2 separate regions of the Mus musculus genome follow, and region 1 is linked to region 2. Evidence: chromatin contacts called from public Hi-C data. All regions are on one chromosome and are shown on one strand. The core of a region is the stretch at or near the end of the contact, and the rest is flanking DNA. Distances in the headings are between cores, read along the strand shown.

The links. Hi-C and Micro-C count contacts between places; a contact is called where the count stands out from the background.
Region 1: a contact with region 2 is called in a Hi-C map of liver, with 2.9 times the contacts expected there. The contact joins two enhancer-like sites. A contact is called at or near these places in 3 of 15 datasets of contacts at CTCF or cohesin (the NIH/3T3 cell line, large pre-B cells and pro-B cells), 7 of 484 Hi-C or Micro-C datasets (the G1E-ER4 cell line, embryonic stem cells, granulocyte-monocyte progenitors and 3 more) and 9 of 115 datasets of contacts at active chromatin or transcription factors (the HPC-7 cell line, a beta-TC-6 cell line, bone marrow-derived macrophages and 2 more).

The regions. Positions count from the first base shown.
Region 1 is chr4:150,536,016-150,538,715 of GRCm38.p6, forward strand. The region is part of intron 11 of Rere (arginine glutamic acid dipeptide (RE) repeats); the gene reads left to right. Among named protein-coding and RNA genes, the nearest start is that of Gm52709, 70 kb to the left of the region's middle. Within about 2 kb of position 1,301, at least 12 of the 459 cell types and tissues checked have an H3K27ac peak or open chromatin away from gene starts, as enhancers often do. A contact at or near this core is called in liver, where this site is marked.
Region 2 is chr4:150,345,441-150,348,140 of GRCm38.p6, forward strand. The region is part of intron 1 of Rere (arginine glutamic acid dipeptide (RE) repeats); the gene reads left to right. Among named protein-coding and RNA genes, the nearest start is that of Rere, 65 kb to the left of the region's middle. Within about 2 kb of position 1,416, at least 45 of the 459 cell types and tissues checked have an H3K27ac peak or open chromatin away from gene starts, as enhancers often do. A contact at or near this core is called in liver, where this site is marked.

The DNA.
Region 1 (2,700 bases), core at 51-2,550, 190 kb after region 2:
GTATAAGGTAGGAGCAGCTGGGCAGATGGGCTCTGCCTTAAAGAATCAAGGACAGGAAGACCTTGGGGAGTAAGAAGGGGAGAAAAGAAGTCTAGGCACTTAGGTGGAAACTGTGAATGCTATGTGCAAGAATTAAATAGAGAGGGTAGTGGCTGAGGCATAGTGAAGAGAGAGCAGAAGGGAGGAGGGGGAGGAGGTGGCCCCCAGGGGTAGGACAATTGTCTCCAAGTGGGGAACTGTGGTTGAAATGTTGTCATTTGCTCCACAAATACATTTTTCTGGTTAGTGGGCATTAGGGTCAGGTTCTTGTGTAAGGAAGGCAGAGCCACGGGAATTACATGTTCAGGTGATGGATGGCTAAAGCAAAAACCCCAAAACCTGAGCTGTTTTGAGAGGCCATGCTGACACACTTTCACCATAAGCCTGTTTTTATAGGAAGGAGCTAGAATTCCAGTTGGTACGATTTTCAGTTCTGCAAAAGCCTTTGGGCTGGAGAGATGGCTCAGTGGTTAAGAGCACTGACTGCTCTTCCAGAGGTCCTGAGTTCAAATCCCAGCAACCACATGGTGGCTCACAACCATCTGTAATGGGATCCGATGTCCTCTTCTGTTGTGTCTGAAAACAGCTACAGTGTACTCATATACATAAAATAAGTACACACACACACACACACACACACACACATACACACACACACACATATATATATATATAAAATAAAATCTTTAAGGAGCAAAAAGGACGGAGCGGCTGTGTAACTAGACTGTCTGAAATGTCCCTCTCCCTTGGCCTGTCACAGGGCATCATGCCTGTGCAAGTATAGTAATGACTGCATGTATCCATTCCTGCAGCCTGAACTGCATCTCTCCTGAGTGTCTCTCCTCATCTGTAGGCCATGGTTCCCTCACCTTCTCCTGCCTCCTCTGGTTGCTGCTTCCCCCACCCACCCACCCCCATCCCCCCTTCTTGCTCCACCTCCCACTGCTCCAGCCCTGACTCCACTGTCCTTTCTGGCATAACCTCTCATTCCCTCTGGAATGTTTAGAGTACACAGCAGAGTCCTCTCCTGCTTTTCTAAAAGAAAGATGAGTTCCTTTTCTGTAGCTCTTCTCATGCCAGCCCTGCTGCTGCAGGAGGGTGGGGGATGAGGAGCCTTGGGCATCTGAAAGAATCCAGCTTCATTTTGAAAAACAAAACAGGGATCCAAAGTGGCAAACATTCCAAGTGTAGAATAATGATTCTTAACCGTGGAAGCACACATTGATTTGGGCTCATTTTTACCATGTTTGCTTCTTGTTTGAGAAATAGTTTGGCAGCCACCCAGCCTTGCAGAGCTTAAGGGATCTAATGGTTCCCTTGTTTGTGAAAGCTAAGCTTTGCTTTCTGAAACCTCAAACCTGGAAGGTGAGTGAGAGGACATGATGGCTGATTGATAGGCTGGAGGGAGCTTCCGATTCACCTGTATCGAGTCTGAATAGCTAGCAGTGGCAACAGGGCAGCCCCGCTTTCCCTTAGCCTGCACTTGGCTATGAGAGCATCCGCTGTGTTAACGGGGCCCCTTCTGTTGAGTTCACCACATTTTCTCTGGTGATTTCTCCCTGGAAGTAACAGGAATAAGCTACACAAACGTCGCTAAGCTGAAATAGCTGCATATGCCTAACTCCCTTTGATTTCCCTTCTTGGTGTTCCATATACTTGGAACATTCTGGTCATTTTACTTTGCTGTCTTCAGCGTGTTAATTTGATCATAAACTCAGTATCTATCTGATGTACCTAAGTGACTTCCACAAAATGGGTTTTAAATGCTGAGATCAGAGTTCCTCTTCTGGGCTAGAAAGGTGACCTGCATTTCCTTACTTTGCCAAGCAACTGTTCCATGAAGAATCCAGCTTCTGTCCCATTGGTTCTCAACCTGTGTGATCTGGAGGTTGCATATCAGATATCCTATATATCAGATATTTACACTATGATTCATAACTGGCAAAATTACAGTTATGAAGTAGCAATGAAATAATTTTATGGTTGGGAGTCACCACAACCTGAGAAAGTATATTAAAGGGTCGCAGCGTTAGGAAGGGTGAGGACCACTAGTGTAGACCCTCACTGTACCTTAAAGCTGAGCTCAGTCCTCTGCCTGCTCTGGAACCATTGTCCCTTTCTGACCTATACCTTCTTTGCTCCTCTTTTTTCTTTCTCTTTTGTTTGTCCCCTTGAGACAGGTCTTATGTCCCAGGCTCTCAAGTCTCACGTGGAGCTGAGGTTGACCCTGAACTCCTTATCCTCCTGCCTCTACCTTCCAGGTGCCGGGATTGCAGACATGTGCTCTTTTTCATTGTTTTTATATTTAGATTTGTTGTTGTTTTGAATAAAACTTAAACACAAGCGAGGACCTCAGAGTGGCTTCAGACTGCCCTGGAGCTGGAGTCAGTGTGGATGTTGGGAGGTGATGACTCGTCTTCTATGGGAGCAGCAAGTGTCCATCCCGCAGGCTCTCTCCAGCCCTATCCATCTCCAGACCGAGTTGACTGTAGTCCTACTTTTTTTTTTTTTTAAAGATTTATTTATTTATATGTAAGTACAATGTAGCTATTCTCAGAAACCCCAGAAGAGGGCATCAGATCTCATAACAGATGGTTGTAAACCACCATGTGGTTGCTGGGGTTTGAACTCAGGACCTCTGGAAGAGCAGTCAGTACTCTT
Region 2 (2,700 bases), core at 166-2,665:
TTTCTTAAGATTTATTTATTTTATGTATGTGAGCACACTGTTGCTATCTTCAGCCACTCCAGAAGAGGGCATCAGATTTGAAATAATATTTTTTCCCATTTTTTTTAATTTAAATTTTATTTTTTAAAGATTTGTTTGTTTTGCCGGGCGGTGGTGGCACACGCCTTTAATCTCAGCACTTGGGAGGCAGAGGCAGGCGGATCTCTGAGTTCGAGGCCACCCTGGTCTACAAAGTGAGTTCCAGGACAGCCAGGGCTACACAGAGAAACCCTGTCTTGAAGAACAAACAAACAAACAAAAAGATTTGTTTTATTTATATGACCACACTGTAGCTGTCTTCAGACACACCAGAAGAGGGCATCAGATCCCATTACAGATGTTTGTGAGCCACCATGTGGTTCCTGGGAATTGAACTCAGGACCAGGAAGAATAAATAGTCAGTGCTCTTTAACTACTGACCCATCACTTCAGCCCAGTAATAATTTTTAAAGAAGAAAAAGAAAACACTGGACTTGTCATTGAATCTCTTGAAAAGCCTAAGGTGAAGAGTCCTATTGAGTCTGTTACACTGTCAGGTCTTCCTGTGAGTCCACATCATTTCATCTCCAGTATTAGGATGTAGTGGAGATGGAGCTCATAAACACAGCATCCTCTAAGTGTCCGTCTGGAGAAGGCTGACGGGTGTGTCAGTGCTGGCTATAGGAGTATCCAGTCTCAATTCTGTCATTGTGGGAAAGCAGGCTTGTGTAGATAGGTTCATGTGTACAGCTTTACTTTACAAACCCAGGCCGTCGTCATTGCTGACCTGTAGCGCTCGCAGGCGTTTTGTCTTTCACACTCCCTCCCTCCCTCAGCTCATCTACTGCATTGCAGTGGAACCTCAGATTACTTTTTTTGTTTGTTTTTTGTTTTGTTAATCTTTTGAGATGGGGCTTCTCTGTATAGCCTTAGCTGTCTTGGAACTTGCTTTGTAGACCAGGTTGGCCTCAAACTGAGAACCCAGAGATCCACCTGCCTCTTCCTCCTCAGTACTGGGATTAAAGATTACCCACTTTCAAGATTACTTTTATTAGGTGATTTTCAAAAGTAAAAATGGACATTTAGGTATGAAGCATTAGTTTGGTTTCCTATTTCAATTTTTTTTTTTTGGAGTATTGAATATAAAGGTCTGGGCCCCTCAATGATTTCCCCATATTCACCTGAAAGATTTCTTTTGTGCACTGGCAAGAATTAGGATAGCTGTTCAGAAACAATAACACTGTCAGGAGCAGTGATGGTTCTCTTTAAATCTTTTTTTCTTTCTTTTTAGGAGGACGACAAATGTAGATTAAAACAAGCCCTGGTCACTCACTGTGACAAGCAAGGCCCCACCCACCCAGTACTGCCAGTGGTGCACATTAATGAATAACATTAATGAATAACTTTTGATTAGCTCTTCAGTATCAGGAATTGCAGCTTGTTTACTTCCTGTCCTTACCGTGTTGCTTATTGCGTGCTCAGGAAAAGTGGGCCTTGGAGTGTGTGCTTTGACACAGGTCTTAGTGGCCATGGCTTCTCATTAGCTCCTCAGGATCCCTTTGGAATCCTGGTTGCCTGGCAGGAGGAGAGGCAGGAGCTGTGAGGAGCTGCCTGGGCTGATGAGAGCTGGGGAAGGGGGAGGGGGAGAGGGAGGAAGGGGGGCTGGTTCCCTGGTGGGAGCGGTGGCTCTTTTGGCTGAGCTTGTGCTCCTGGCTCTGGGAGCTAATTAGTATATGCTCCAAGTGGTCTTTGTTTTATGGATAGCTTCAGTTTGAATTCTTTTAAAACTTTTTAAAAGAAATGCAAATTAGAAAATTCTGTTTTGGGTACAGTCCTTTCTCTTTTGGCAAGTATTTTTGACCTTTAATAATAGTAATTGAAATATTATAGGCTTTAATAACAACTACTACTAATCCACTAAAAAGGTCAGCCTACAATATTAGAATACTGAGCACTTGTGTAATTAGAAGAGTTTTATAATTAGTGTTTAATTATTTCAAGGCTAAGAACAGTATCAGAAGGAGACTCTAGAGGGCAGTGCAGCTCAGCGTATTCGTCCTCTTGCCTCTTAAGTTTTCATTTGGAAAAACAATCCAGGTATTTGCTTTGGGATCTTCCCACATGGTTTTCCAGGTTTTTGGAAATGTAAGTTTTGGAAAGAAGTGATCTGGTTTGTCTTAAAAAGTTTGTTAGATAATACATCATAATGATTTGACCTTAGAGAATGACTTTGCCTGGTATAAACACACTGCCATATAAAAGCTGGGATTTTTATTGACTCGCTCAGTTGAACTGAATTTGCTTTTTGGGCATTTGTGGAACAAATGCAAAAGGAAGGGAATAGCTGGTGTTTGCAAGCCTTTCTTAGGTAGGAACTAGGCATACCCTCTGCTAGAAACTGACATTTTCAACAACTGAGTGGAAATTGTAAATGCCCAATGGATTGATGTCTTCCAGTGCCAAATGTTCCAGAGTTCCTTAGGTATTATGTGCACTACATTCAGCAGTATTTCAAAGGTATTAAACCAATCACTTCCTCTTTAATTTATTTACCTTTAGGGGTTAAACTAATGGTCTCATATATTGGCATAGGCAGGTCTTGGACTTAGAATTCTTTTTTCCTTAGCCTCCTGTATACCTGCAATTACATGTATGTGCCAATAGGCCTGATCTTTCCCTCAG